Regions from separate parts of the Mus musculus genome. Here all the other regions are linked to region 1. A link is a contact called in public HiChIP or PLAC-seq and promoter capture Hi-C data. All regions are on one chromosome and are shown on one strand. Each heading gives the region's core, a stretch centred on a gene start, on an enhancer-like site or on the middle of the called end of the contact. The rest is flanking DNA. Distances are from core to core; before and after follow the strand shown.

Evidence for each region. Promoter capture Hi-C pulls out the DNA fragments that hold promoters and counts their contacts. HiChIP or PLAC-seq counts read pairs in DNA pulled down with a chosen protein or histone mark.
Region 2: an H3K27ac HiChIP or PLAC-seq map of embryonic stem cells shows a contact between it and region 1, with 4 times the contacts expected there. The contact joins the promoter of Ndufs6 here to the promoter of Irx2 in region 1. A contact is called at or near these places in 6 of 39 promoter capture datasets (the 3T3-L1 cell line, 3T3-L1-derived adipocytes, cranial neural crest and 2 more), 9 of 484 Hi-C or Micro-C datasets (3T3-L1-derived adipocytes, B cells, adipose-derived mesenchymal stem cells and 4 more), 12 of 115 datasets of contacts at active chromatin or transcription factors (the NIH/3T3 cell line, embryonic forebrain, embryonic hindbrain and 4 more) and 1 of 9 other capture datasets (embryonic stem cells).
Region 3: a contact with region 1 is called in an H3K4me3 HiChIP or PLAC-seq map of embryonic midbrain, with 5 times the contacts expected there. The contact joins the enhancer-like site here to the promoter of Irx2 in region 1. A contact is called at or near these places in 10 of 484 Hi-C or Micro-C datasets (3T3-L1-derived adipocytes, B cells, cerebellum and 4 more), 11 of 115 datasets of contacts at active chromatin or transcription factors (the NIH/3T3 cell line, embryonic forebrain, embryonic hindbrain and 4 more) and 1 of 9 other capture datasets (embryonic stem cells).
Region 4: a promoter capture Hi-C map of liver shows a contact between it and region 1, with 3 times the contacts expected there. The contact joins the enhancer-like site here to the promoter of Irx2 in region 1. A contact is called at or near these places in 1 of 39 promoter capture datasets (liver), 3 of 484 Hi-C or Micro-C datasets (adipose-derived mesenchymal stem cells and embryonic fibroblasts), 5 of 115 datasets of contacts at active chromatin or transcription factors (embryonic fibroblasts, embryonic hindbrain, embryonic midbrain and 2 more) and 1 of 9 other capture datasets (embryonic stem cells).
Region 5: a contact with region 1 is called in an H3K4me3 HiChIP or PLAC-seq map of neural tube, with 4 times the contacts expected there. The contact joins the enhancer-like site here to the promoter of Irx2 in region 1. A contact is called at or near these places in 1 of 15 datasets of contacts at CTCF or cohesin (stem cell-derived epiblast-like cells), 11 of 484 Hi-C or Micro-C datasets (cardiomyocytes, cerebellum, cortical neurons and 3 more) and 11 of 115 datasets of contacts at active chromatin or transcription factors (astrocytes, embryonic forebrain, embryonic hindbrain and 5 more).

What each region holds. Positions count from the first base shown.
Region 1 is chr13:72,627,490-72,630,180 of GRCm38.p6, forward strand. Irx2 (Iroquois homeobox 2) reads left to right here and starts at 1,331. Exons shown (of 5, transcript NM_010574.4): 1 at 1,331-1,824. The coding sequence starts at 1,573. Gm20554 (predicted gene, 20554) reads right to left here and starts at 1,075. Exons shown (of 1, transcript NR_030701.1): 1 at 1-1,075.
Region 2 is chr13:73,327,093-73,329,783 of GRCm38.p6, forward strand. Ndufs6 (NADH:ubiquinone oxidoreductase core subunit S6) reads right to left here and starts at 1,390. Exons shown (of 4, transcript NM_010888.2): 1 at 1,247-1,390; 2 at 324-377. The coding sequence starts at 1,354. It also overlaps a transcript of Mrpl36 not described here.
Region 3 is chr13:73,309,383-73,312,073 of GRCm38.p6, forward strand. No RefSeq gene overlaps it. Among named protein-coding and RNA genes, the nearest start is that of Ndufs6, 18 kb to the right of the region's middle. Within about 2 kb of position 1,384, at least 11 of the 459 cell types and tissues checked have an H3K27ac peak or open chromatin away from gene starts, as enhancers often do.
Region 4 is chr13:72,062,146-72,064,836 of GRCm38.p6, forward strand. No RefSeq gene overlaps it. Among named protein-coding and RNA genes, the nearest start is that of Irx1, 100 kb to the left of the region's middle. Within about 2 kb of position 1,381, at least 4 of the 459 cell types and tissues checked have an H3K27ac peak or open chromatin away from gene starts, as enhancers often do.
Region 5 is chr13:73,158,534-73,161,224 of GRCm38.p6, forward strand. No RefSeq gene overlaps it. Among named protein-coding and RNA genes, the nearest start is that of Gm30154, 27 kb to the left of the region's middle. Within about 2 kb of position 1,343, at least 74 of the 459 cell types and tissues checked have an H3K27ac peak or open chromatin away from gene starts, as enhancers often do. A contact at or near this core is called in cortical neurons and neural tube, where this site is marked.

The DNA of each region.
Region 1 (2,691 bases), core at 81-2,580:
ATGGAAGCTCAGGCCCGCGCGCCAGGTTTCAGAGTCCTCGTGCTCTACCTAGCAAGCTTCAAGGAGACACCTGTTGGGCGGGCGCCCCCTCCCGGGCCAGCTCACACCTGACCCCTACGAATCCCAAGCGCCCCCCATTGACGCTCCTTTACATCCAGCGTACTAGTGCCCATCCTGGCCATCGACTCCCCTCACTTGGGGAAAGGGAGCAGGTATGGTCGAGAAAGTTTAGGGGCTGGGACCTAAGGGCTCAAGGGACCCGCGAGTCAACTCCTGGACCTCAGGTTACCTGAACCACCTCACGACTGCGACACTTCACAAGCTGGCCCATGTCCTTTCGGGAAGTGGCAGTGGATACTCTAGCAAAGTCAAGTCAGCTCTCCTGACAGGAACCTCTCCCCCAATTTCGAACAGGCATTCAACTTAACAAAAGAAAACAAAAACTCTTTTTGGACCAGAGTGGCGTTTGTTGAAGCGAGTCACTCACTGGCGTGTTCCAGACGTTAACGGACATGATGTTCCTAACACGGCCTGAAATCTTCTCTGTGGACTTGGACAGAAGCCTCACCACGGGGCCTCCCACAGCTTCAAACCGAAACGCTCAGATTCCGGGTAGATGCTTGGCAGCCCAGGCACCAGGAGCAGGAGACCGGACGGGAAGCCACACGGGCAGCCTCAGCCTGGAGTACAGGCGGACAGAGGACTGTAGAAGTGGGATGCCCAGGCAACTCTGCAGGTGTCTCCACACTGCCCTCCATCTCCCTGCGGTGTCTGCCCTGGACACCGCATGCGACCTGGGCTGCTATCTTCAGGGTGATGAGGGGTGCCCGATCCGTATGTTCTCCAGGTGGATCGGACCTGGCCCGACTGCAGGAGGCCTTTGCTGACCAGTGCTAGGCGAGCAAGAGCGCCGGCAGTGCCCGGATGGGGCCCCGGGAAGGAGAAAGGTGGCTGGGCCAAGGCGGGAGTCGGCGGCGGGGTGCGCGGACGTGGCTGAGAGGATGTGCCAGTGGGAGGGGGTGAGCGCTACGCCCAGTTTGGCCAGGCTGGGCTTCACCGCTGCAGGCTGCGGGCCGGGGCGGGAGTGGAGAGAGGCCGCTGCGCGACAAAAGCCTGCACGTCCCTCCCTCCAGCCTCTGGCTGCCACTCCTCCGCCTTCCCCTCCACTTCCCACCCCTCCGCTCTCTGCCCCTCCCCCGGCCTCAGCGGGGCCTCGGCGGCGGGCGGAGCAGGGGAGGGGCGGGCACCAGAATATGCAGATGAGAGTGTGACGGACAGCTCGGCGTTCCAATGTCCCTCGGAAACTCGAGCGCTCCTTCCTCAACTCCTCACTCCTGACTGCAGACTCCCCCAAATCCCGACCGCCGGCCTGGCGCGCGGCTGCGCCCACCGGCTCCGCGCTGCCGCTACCGCCGCCCCGCCGATCCTCCAGCCCCGCGCCCAGCCTAGCGCCCACCAGCCCAGCCTGCTCCGGCCCGCGGCCTCGGTGCGCCCCGGCCGGGCGTGGATGGAGGGCGCCGCGCGCGCTGCCCGCTGCTCCGTGTGACGCGGGCCCCGCGCCCCGCGCCCACCATGTCCTACCCGCAGGGCTACCTGTACCAAGCGCCCGGCTCGCTGGCGCTCTACTCGTGCCCCGCGTACGGCGCGTCCGCGCTGGCGGCGCCGCGCAGCGAGGAGCTGGCGCGTTCGGCGTCGGGCTCCGCGTTCAGCCCGTACCCCGGCTCGGCGGCCTTCACAGCGCAGGCGGCAACCGGCTTCGGCAGCCCGCTGCAGTACTCGGCGGACGCCGCCGCCGCCGCGGCTGCCGGCTTCCCGTCCTACGTGGTAACTGCTTTGGGGTGGGGGCTGGGGAGACCCGGACCAGGGAGTGAGTTGAGCTGAGCGCTGGGGACGCGTTGCGGGTGGCAGCTCCAAAGTCACCAGCACCCGTTGCCGCACTAAACAAGGGACGGGACTGACCTGCAGAGCTCGTAGGCTGATTTCCCTTGAGCTCGTGCGAAGTGCTACTCCACCCGTGCCTGGGCCAAGAGTAATCTCTAATCCGCGCGTGCCGATTGCTGGGGCTGCGAAATCTGTCCACTGCTCTCCGCGTGGTTCCAAGCTGAGGGCCCCGGCTGCCCAGGCCTCTAGGGCCAATGCCGCAAGCTTTGGGTTTCTTGGCCAGACTGGTGGCGGCGGGGTCACGGGGTGGGGGGGTGGGGATGCGGGTGGGGGGGGGGTGGGGTGGGGATAGGCTGAGCCTGTGGCTCTCGCCCTAGACCCAGGCCGAAGCTCTTTAGTGTTGGCCGTTTTCTGTCTCGCTGACCCGGCTTTCAGGGAAAAAAAAATAATGTGTTAACGGGTTTGGGACCCGCTAAGTGCTGCCAGAGTTCGTAGTAGGCCTATGGGTTCCAGCTCCGTAGATCCGGGATCTGTCTGAGCATCTCTGAGTTCTGAAAACAGGCCCCGCCAGAGCGGGTCTTGGCAGTTTTGGGGTGTGTGAAGACATTGTGTATGGGCGGAGGGGGTTTGCTCTAGGTGGAATTCCCTGGGTAGGAACCAGGCCTTGGGAAAAGGTTACAAACCTCTCCTAGTTAAACGTTAAAGGATGAATTAAAATGCTAATTACTACGTAGTTGAAGAATTGGAAACGCTGACTGGCTTCTGAGTTGCAAATTGGATTTACTCTGCTTTAGAGGGTGAATAGCGGAG
Region 2 (2,691 bases), core at 140-2,639, 700 kb after region 1:
ACTAAGTACCACTTCCAGGAGGAGCCTAGGACCAACAATGAGGATACAAAAGAGCTACCTCAAAGCTCAAATACCTTTAAGGAACACGAGCTACCTCAAAGATGGGCCCAAGTACAAACATGAAATCCACTTGTCTCTTTACACCTCATACAGAGCTTGAAGGTATTTTTATGCAATACCTCAGTTGTGCCTGTCTTTTCATTACAATCTACCACCCAAGTCAGGCGCAGGATTCACTGTGGTACATTAGTGCTCAATACACTTCCGGCATTTGAGTTGCTCAACCTGCTTAAGTTTTACGAATTCCTCTATCTTTCACTTACCTCTTTCTGACGATCTACAAAACGAACCCTCCTGTAGTCTTTTTCATCATACACCTGGAAAAAAAAGGCCATCTATTATTCTAAATAAAGTCACATAATATTGATTGAAAATACTATAGAACGATGTTCCCCTTGGCCTATACCCATTGATGAGGAGACAGACCCACTAAGAGGCAAAATGAACTTGTACTGAACGGTCTCAGGGGATGACAGGCTGGAGTGCAGACTGGAGACAAAGTTCCTGCCCTCACAAGTAGCCAACTCCAACAGGCGCGATTTCATTTCAGCAGACATAGTTTCTCATTTTTTGGTTCACTATTATATTGAACGAACGCTAGGGTTGCTTTATACACTATTGATAGGCTATTTCTCCACTGGTGAAATGAACCAATTCAAGCCAGATTAAATTATATTAAAGGTAGGTTTATTGGGAAGCCGCTCTCAGGTGAGTTCACTGGCCCCAAGGATTGAGGCCAGAGAAGTCACCATTGGGACAGGAGGAGGGGTCGGGGGAGAGAAAGGGAGTGTGTTCAAGGAGAGGAGAAAGAGACAGGGTGGGAGAAACCAAAATGCCTGGATTATATAGGGAGGATCCTGGGCTGCAACGCCAGGTAGGGACTGAGGAATGCTGGGAGAACCTGCATGCCGGGTCTCCTTTGATATGTAAAATATGCACCTCAGTCCTCTGTCCCGGGTCCAAAACACAACAATCATTTGTTAAAACATTGAACTTAATATAAAGATATGGCCTAAAGAATGAGGAGATCCAAGTCCCAACCGAAAGCCACCAGCTAGAAACCGGAGCAGCGGGTTGCACAAGGTGAGCCCAGTAGTGCCGCGCGCTAGCCTGGCAGAAGCACACCTTGCTGCGCTCCCTGCTACCGTCAGTCTTGGGTTCCAGGCATGGCGGGCGCGGCCGTTACCTGGCCGGTATGCGTGATCTTTTCCCCGCTCGGCGACACTTGAACCCCGAAACCCCGTGCAGCCCTGGGGAGAGTCAACAGCCGGCGGAAGGTCAGCACCGCCGCCATCTTGCCGGTGACCCTTGACCCCACGCGTCGTACCAAGTGCCGGCGCAGGCGCACAGCAGTCGGCGGGGAGTACTTGTGGAACTTTTTTCGTCCTATGCCTGAGCGGCTGGCGGGGCTGGTGGTGGAACTGGATAGGATGCGGAGCTGCGGCTTAACTGTGCGCAGTGTTCAAAGGTTACTAGTGTGACAAAGGCAGGGGGTGGGGGGACGGAAACTGAAGATGCGCTGTGTGTGCTTTTATGCCAATGGAGAAAATGCAGATTTTCCGTGGGTTGGTTTGTTTTTTGTTTTCTGTTTTGTTTTGAGTAAAGAAGTAAGTTGTTCAGCAGAAGAAACAGTTTGTGCAGTCAACTCTCCTGGTCCTGTATGTTGGTGTAGGAAAGTTAGATTTCTGAGCATTTTTGCAACGCTGCAGTAGTTCAGTTTCCAGTTAGACTGCAAGGAAGTTTACCCAGCATTGGAAAGCTGTCCGGAAAAGCTCTGCTATGTAGAAAAAAACCTGATGCAAATCGTAGTCTGTAACTCTGAAGGCTGTTTTGGCCTCTCCTGCCTCATTTGAATCTGAGTCCGAACCTCCCTTGGAACGACATATACTGTCAAACCCCAAAGTAGCCTGAACAACTTTGCTCAGAGGTAGACAGGTGGGACCCCAGACTCAGAGCAGGGCCGGGTCACTAATTCCGAGAAAGTGCCAGAAGCTAGCATGTGTTGTTTGGGATCTCTTGGCCAGGATTGGAGGTTAATGACCTGGTATCTACCTTTCTGTGCTCTGCTATAGCATAAGGACTAGGTGAGTCTGAAGACGAAAGGGGTAACCAGAGAGGGCCCTAAGACACAAGGACAAAGACCTCGCCAAGTTGAAAAATGCCCCAATAAATGTGGGCCTAAGATGCCCTGGCTAGCCTTAAGCTCTGTAAGCCAGGCTAACCTAGCACTCACTGTCTTCCTGCCTCAGCCTTTGGAGTGCTGGGATTTCAGGCTTATGTCTCCACACCCTGTCCTGCAGATTTGTCTCATTCTCCCTCTTTTTAAAGGATTTATTTTATATGTATGAGTGTATACATTTATATATGGCCATGTGTGTGGTTACCTGGTACCAAGAGAAGGGCACAGGATCTCCAGACAGGTCAAGTTACAGTCCATTTGAGTAGTTGTGTGGGTGCTGGGAACAGAATGATGGTCTTCTGCAAGAGTAGCAGGTGCTCTTAGCCATCAAGCTATCTCTCCAGCCCTAAGTCTCTATTTAAACCCTAACACCCCCTGTCTGTGTATGAGTTCACACACATGTGAGTTCATACACAGGTGCCACAGAGCACATGTGGAAGTTGGAGGAAGCC
Region 3 (2,691 bases), core at 134-2,633, 680 kb after region 1:
CAGAGCCAAGGCTTGCCTCTCAGAGAAGTCAATCCTAGAAAGGGCTGGGTAGTTCCCCAGTGCCATTTGTGAGCCTCTACTCTCACATCTCCTTTAAGTCCCACAGCCCCAGGCCCCAACACCCTGAAGAGTCAGGAGAACACACCATGGCAGCTTCGGTTGTTATGCATCCAATGGAAGACAGCTTTAACATGCTGTCAGCCATTATTCCTGAGAATAACCCTGGAAAACAGAGCCCACACTCAACACCAGAGGTTGTTAGCACTCCCATACAGAGCGTGAAGCTGGGAGCGATGTGGTAAGGGTAGGGAGATGGCCAGTGTGGTCAGCTGCCTTTGAAGGCTACTCCCAAAGTGTGCCCCCATCTTGGCAACTGGACTTAAGTGGGTGCTCTTCCACCACAAGCTCTGAATTCTGAATGTGCCAGATATCCCAGTGAGCAAGGCCAGTAAGAAGGTTTCAGCGTGGGTTGCGAGTCCCCATCCTGTCTCACTTCTGCTTCGTTCCTAGGTTCGACACAGTATTCCCAGGAGCGGAGACTCAGCATGGAGATTAAGTCGTTAAGGAGTGCGGGGGGACACCTCATTCATATTTCACAAGACTTAGTGCATTTAGAGCACGATTGACTGGAATTTAATTGGGTTAGACATTATCAGTTTAAACTTTAAATAACTGCACAAAAATGAAATTTAAAATCCCCCGTGTCTGGTGGATTAGCACTGTAATACTAGAATGGCCCCCGAGGAGAGGGGAGGTGAGCATTGAGCACCAGAGTACCGTGCCGGGACTCTCAGCCTCCGTCCCAGTGAGCTGCCTTCTGTCTCGGTGGCCAGCGGATCTTGCTGGCCGCCACAGCGGTCTGCAGCCTCATTGATCACCTCCTTGGTGCAGTAACAGGTCATTCTCATGGCAACCTGGACGAGGAGGTGCTGGAGCTCGAAGGCTGGGAAGCCACAGCCGCCAGGGGGCTCAGTGCCTGCCTCGTCCTCAGGGGAGGCTGCCACCCACACACCAAGCTAGACTTGCCCTCAGCTGGGCAAGATCAAGGCACTGCTCAGGGGTGAGAAATCAAACCCTGGCCCATTCTACCTTTGAAGGGTTTCTGTTTCCCTTAGGCCTGTCATGTTAAAGGAGGGGCTCACTCAGAGGCTGTACCTGCTTTGGGGAGACAGAGCCTTGCTTCCCTTGGCTTCTAGATATCTCTCCAAATAGCTGTTAATGTTGCCAAGAGCAGATTTCAAAGGCAGTATCATCTGCAGATTCTGGGCCTCTGCACAGTGTCAGGTGTGGTCATCTCCAAGGACTTGGACCCAGCACCCCAGCCTCTGGGGTCCCTGTTACTGAGACCAAGAGGACAGCTGTGCACTACTGCCCTCTGGTGGGCAGGCAGGGGCCAGTTAGGCATGAGTCCTGGCCTCATCCCAGAGCCACCCCTTGCCCTAGTCAAGGAAATGCAGAGGACTGCTCCCTGCAGGGACTGGTGGGAAAGTATCAAGGCCTGTGCCTGGAAGCTGGGGTGTCCAGGCAATAGATCACTCTGGGGAACATTAGTCCACATTCCTGTCTTTGCACCATATCCCACGACTGATGATATTTTCCAGAATGTTCTGTGTGGCGGTAGAAGTCAGAACAGCATCCAAATCTTCCTGTACAGCACCCACCTTACATTCTTGGAGAAGTGTCTACTGATCTCAGATCCTGCCCCTTGTTCAGGGCTGGGGTCTCCTATATAGGAGCTGTTGCCCTGCCAGGACAACTTTTCACTCACCACCCTGGACAGTGTATGAGCTGGGGCAGGGGCTGTCATGCCATCAAGGATGGTCAGATAGGGCTCTGGGCCAAGTGCTGCCCATCTGTCTTGCAAGCTCCCAGTGTATTGTCACTGCCCATGGAGGGACCATCCCCAGAACGTACAGGAGGCAGGTAACCCTTAGAGTATTAAAACACAGGCCAAACCTAGCATCTGTGAACATGGTGAAGCATCAGAAGTGTGCCTGTGGCTTCTAGGCACATGTTCAGGTGAGGCTGTGTGGATGTGTACAGACACCTAGGAACCCTGAGTCCCCACACAGATACAGCCCAGCATGCCCTCGCTGGCTCTGTCCTTTCCCAAACCTTCTGTGGGCAAACAAGTAGCTTGAGTGTGCCTTGGTCTATCAGATGGAGCTGTTGCCCCTTTTCTAGAAAGAACCAATTTCCAGAAAGTGTCCTGTTTGTTATTAACCCATTGGTGTCACGTAGAGCACATGTCACACGTAGTGTGCATGAGTAGCCCCTAATGTGAAGGCCACTTCCATCTTCTTCTTCAACTCAGGAGTTCGGCCACCTGGGTTCAGGTTGGGTTCTGATAGAAGGTGAAAAGAATGAACGTTTGCCAGAACCAGGATGCTCTGGGAGACCCAAGCTTTCCCTTGTTTAACCGTGCATGTAGTATTGATTCTCAGGACAAATTAATAACCCCTTAGTCAGAATGGCTAAAATTAAAACATCCCAAGAAATGCTTGCGTGGATATAGGGAGAGATAAACACTTACTCACTGCTGGTGGGAGCACAGACTGATGCAGCCACTAGAGAAACCAGTGTGGATGTTCCTCAAAAATGGAGACATAAGAACCAGGTGCATCACTCTTGGACACATTCCCGAAGGATTCTATTCTACTACAGAGATACTTGCTCATTCCTGTTCATCGC
Region 4 (2,691 bases), core at 131-2,630, 570 kb before region 1:
TGACCACATATTCTGTGGGCCTCTACATTTTTTTTTGTCCAGTTCATTTATGCAATGTACATAAACCTGTCACTTTAAAATGGCGCCCAGGTTTGCTGGGATATAACAATTTATTCCCTCACCCATTAGAGGTGGCCCAGGGGTCCCAGACTAAGACTACAAGCTCAAAACGAGAAGATCTAGACAAATGGGCATCTAGGGTCTGGCACTGTCACATGACTCAGTTTCCTGACACAGTGGGAAAGAACTAGGAGTAAATGTGGACCACTGAAGGGTCTCTCGATTCGGGTAGCCATGGAGAAAGAGCTTCATGTTTTCCCCCTTGTGGCATCAGGTGAGGCACTGGCCACTGTCTGGGTCCTAGGATGCGGATTCCTTTCCTGCTTCCACAGACTTTGTAGCCTGAAAGTCCTCCAATGTCCTTTCCCCTAGATGAACTTGGAAAACATCCCTATGTCCCCAGGATGCTGCCTGGTGACCCAAGCCACCTGGATAGATTTGTGGTGAGGGTACAGATATTCCCACCCATGCTTTCTGTGTTCTCTGAGCATGGTGATACCGTGCCAGTGGCCACATACAGGAGTGCTGGCTTCTCTGACCTGTGATTCTAAGCGATACTTCACTCCATGTTTCTCTGAAAAGCAGACTGTCTTCCCTTGTGTAAAAGCCATTTGAGCTCAGCATGTTGAATGAGGTCTCAATGAAATCATTTCCAGTGGAAATCTATCCCATCCTCTCTCCCCTCTGACTTTGGTATTTTTGATGCTGATTGGCATGGGCATAATCATCTTCACTGGTTCAGCGGCCACATTGCTTCCTCTCATCGAACCTCTGCCCTCGACCCATTCTCCTCCAATGTCAACTGTCTGGGTGTCCTAGTGGACTGAAGCCCTACCCTGCTCCTCTGTTCATTACCTCCCTGCCTTGATTATCCAAACTGGGTACTAAAGACACAGCCTCTTCTTTGCTTTCATGTGCCCAGTTTATTGGCTGTGTCTTCCCACAGTTAATAAATATACCGCTCCTTCTGCATGTGGGGTGATAAAATATTCACTGGGTCTGAGCTGGGGTTAACAGATTTCTGAAAATTTCATTGTATGACAGCCTGTCCTGCATAATCCTCTCAAGCTGTCTCGTGTTCGGGGCACAAGTGAGCTCCTATGTCAGTCTAATAGTGCAGTATTACACTTGTCTCTCTGTCCCTAGCATATGGAGCTGTGTATACCCCTAGGCCCCACTCCCCCTTGTTCACGGCTTTTAAAAATGATAGCATTTGGCAAAGACAGCTAGCTGAAAGTGCACTCCTTCCACTGTGGTAACAAAGGGGCCACTAGAGGCCTGACCAGAGCAGCCAATCACGGTACTCTTCTCTAGGTAACAAGGGGGCTTCCTCTTGCTGCTGACTCCCAGTGCCCAGGGGGCTGGAGGGCCAATCTCCACTTAATTACACAGTCTCCCTCTTAAGTGCTCAAGCCACTGAGGGCTTCAGCTGTGTAAGCCTTCCCTGGGTCTCCCCCTGCCCCCAACCTTCACATCGATCTGAGCCTGGAGGTCCCATGAATGACATATAGGAGCAAAGGCTCAGCCATCCAACAAAGGTGGGGGACAGGGACACAGAAAAAGGACAGACATGCACAGAGACAGAGAGGCAGATAGGAGAACCTCTTGGAGAGGGCAGGAAGCAGCATGTAAGGGCTTAGTCCTTCCTTCAGAACACCCAGTATTTCACACTGTGTAAAAGCCTTCGTGCTAATGGGGCAGGGGCTATAATTGCAAGCCAAAAGGGCAAGAAGAAACATGTATGTACCAAGGATATAGGACAGGGGTGGGGAGATGAACAAGAAAAGCAAGGGGGTCAAGTGTGTGGAATTGGGAATGGTAACCACAGTGAAAAGAAGGAAGGAGACAGGAAGGATGTCATGAGAGCAGCGGTACCCACAGGAAGAAGTGAGAATACAAGCCTACGGGGAAACAGTGGCAGTCATACACCCCAGTTTCTGTTTACAAGTATCACAGGCAGTGCTGGAGAATTATCCTGGCTTGGTGCTGACATGTGAGATGCATGCTACATCAGGAGGAAGAAGCCATTGGTATTACAGCCAGCCATTATGCTACCATCTAGCCATAAATCCCACGTTCTTTTTCTGCCTATTCCACTCAGCCTTTTCCAGCCATGGTGGTTTTAGCTACACAATACTCACACGGAGTTGGGTTTGATGTTCCTGGAAGCTGGTTCAGCTACAGCTTGCCCATGAGTGAGGTGTATATTCTTGTCCTGTCGGAATCTGCAGGATTTATCTTTGGACAGATAAAATTTATTGGATCCCAAAACTGTGTGCCATTTGTCCTATCGTGAAATCATTCAGAAATCAAGTTTCTTAGCCAATGTTTTGAGTTTTTGGGAAAAGATATCCTCTCTGTAAAATACAGGATGGTTTGAAGAGCCAAGCATGGGTTCCGTAGTTTCTTGGACAGCATGAAAGCTGCCTTTCATGGTCATACAGCCCAGCTGTGCCCAGCTGTGCCCAGCTGTGTGCCCATTCTCCAAGCTGTAATCTGCTTCTGTGGTTCACCTTTAACCCTACCTCTTTAGTAGGTGGGGTGGGGATCTGTGAGTCTTCAGGACAGTTGAGCCTTGATCTCCTGATCTGATTAGAAACTCAGTGAGCCATGCTCCTCTTGAAGTCAAGC
Region 5 (2,691 bases), core at 93-2,592, 530 kb after region 1:
GCCTCTGAGTCAGACCTCAGTCTGGACCAGCTGCCACCAGAAGCCAGGAAGGAAGCTTTAGGTTTGCTCCACTCTTTGGAATGAGCTAACGTTGTGACTTCTTAAAATGTCAGCCTCGTACATTTACCCTCAAACACCACCAAATGTGTTCGTCACTCAGCAGGAGTCCACTTAGCCATGATGGTGCTCCACACCCTGACCCTGACCCTTCCACACCCCAAAGTCTAGGTACAAGGGTGGGATTTCAAATCCTTTATGTCTGGCCCTCTCTAAAGTCCATTGGTCCAATTCCTTGAAAATCTAGCGATTGGGATTAAAACCTTAAAAAAAAAAAAAAAAGCATTTGCAGTGTTGGTGTATGTGAGATCTAGAACTTTCTTTCAGTTTCTGACAGCTTGTTTGGTGGATGCCTAGAATGGGCCCGACGTCCTAAAATAATCTCATCACCACCCTGCCTGAGATAAAGGAATTCCCGTCTCCTATGAGCTCTGCCTGGTCCTGAGATCTCCCTGGCCCTCAGTATGGGCAAGAGGGGTCTAGGAGTGGCTTGAGGAGTCCACTGAAGACTTGGAGGGCCCACTGATGGTAACAAGACAGGATTTGGGTGTCTTAAGCCCTGTGTGTCCCTGGGGCCAGAATTCCCAAGTCCTCCCTTCTTCTGGCCAGAGCATCAGAACACATACTCCTTCGAATGAATGAGCACTTACCTGCCTGCCCAGGTCTGCTGCAGTGTCACACAGACTGACAGCTTTGCTTCATCCTCTGTAAGCATATAATGTTCTAACTCACTTTCCTCCTTTACAAAAAAAAAAAAAAAAAAAAAAAAAAAAACGAGAACAGGAGCAGAAACACATCACTAGATATAAAGGATTAAGAGTGATCGCTCGGTACCAAGACAAAGACTCCTGGGAAGGCTAGGAATGGACCCCTGTGGACCCCATCCATCCATGCATAGTGGCGAGGTCTGTTGCCCACAGCAGGGAGGGAGTTGCCAGAGTCCCACTAGGAGACAGAGCTAAGGTACTTCTGGTGGTTGTGGATGGAAACTAATGCAGTCAAATTTATGTTCAGCTTTGCGGACACTGCAGAGCCCGGTGAGGACCCCACCTTCCTAGGCTGGTATGGAATAAGAGAGGCCTTTAGCAGGAACCTCTCAGAAGCTCAGGCCTACAGGGAAGGGACACGGGAGCCAGAGGTGTCCCTGACAGTGATAAAGATGGGCGTGAAGAGGCGTCCAATTGACAAATTGTGGGATGAAGATCAAAAGCCCAGGGCCACTGCCTGGCTGCCTGGCATGGAAACACGCCTGTCACTCTGCTGAGACCTGCGTCTGGCTTCCCAGAGGCCCAAGAGGCTGTAACCCCTTCACACTTTACTGCTGGGAAGCTGCCTCTGTGATTTGACACATTAAAAACAAGTTCAGGCGGGGCTCCTCTCCAGCGAGATGGAACCTGGGAACGACAGGCTCTCTTCCCCCAGCTGAGCCACTCCTGCCTCCGTGCTTGCTAGCTCAAAGTAGAGCCTTACAAAAGGAATGGTCCGGAATGCTGGTGTGGAGCTGTACAATACTACCAGGTTCGCAGTGCTCTCCAATCTGGAGGAGAGAACAAAAGGAGCTGACAGAAGGCCTGCAGAGGTGTCTTTATAGTCTCGAGCTACTTCGAATTGTGAATCCGTGGGCCCTGGAAATTTCTCCTGGGAGTGCCTGGGGCCAGCCTCACATCAGCCACAGTGCTCACGCCCTACCTGGCCCTACCCAGTCCTGCTCCGCCTACTCTGCCCCTGACTGGTCCCAATCCTTGCCCCCTCTTTCCATCTGTCTCAATTTGAGTTCTCTCCGAACAGGCTGGGAACAACGGCGAGTCCGCGGACGGCCAGCAGAGGGCGCGCTGCCTGGAGCTCTCTGGGTCCTCAGCGGCGCGCAGCTCAGGACCCAGCTGGACTCTGCTGGGCCGTGTGGACCTGGCAGACCAGGCTCGCAAAGGGAGCCAAGGCGCCAGCCTGCGTCTGCTTGCCTGGGCTATAGAAAGCAGGGGGCGCAGCGGCATCCCGGGCGATGGCCCATGTGCAAGTCAAATGCATTTGTGCCACCTGTTGGCTTCCGGCTCACACTGCACGTACCTGGAAGTGGCTGCTCCCTCCAGCCCCTAGAGTCCCCTCCTGGGTGCACTTGCCATGGGGGTTCAGTCTGCCTTCGTGACAGCCTGAAGACGTATTTCTTTTAAGATTGCAGCATTTCTGAATTTGATTCTTAATCCAGTACTTAATCTAGTTTCATGAGTTTAGATTAATGTCATGAAAGCCTTGTAGATTAATTTGCTGGTGGTTTTTCAAGTTCAAGAGGACTTGGCTTCCAGCGAAGTGAAAATAACTATGGTAGAAAATTGGGGTCCTCTTGTCTACCCACGTGCATTTGGGTTCTTTTTAATGAATGCATCTTTTAAAATACTATAAGCTATAAGACATGCTTAGTCGATTACCTTAGAAATGAACACAAAGAACAATGTGGAATTCAGAGTCACTGGCAGTAAATTTTGTGAACAGTATCAGTGTAGTGTCTGAGCTGGTGTCTCAGCAATTGTGCCTTGTCCGTGCGGTCCAACCTGGGGTTCAGACGCTCCTAGAAAGATGACCTGGAACCCACAGTGCTGATCAAATCTGCATTACTACCTCATAAAGAAGGGAGAGATG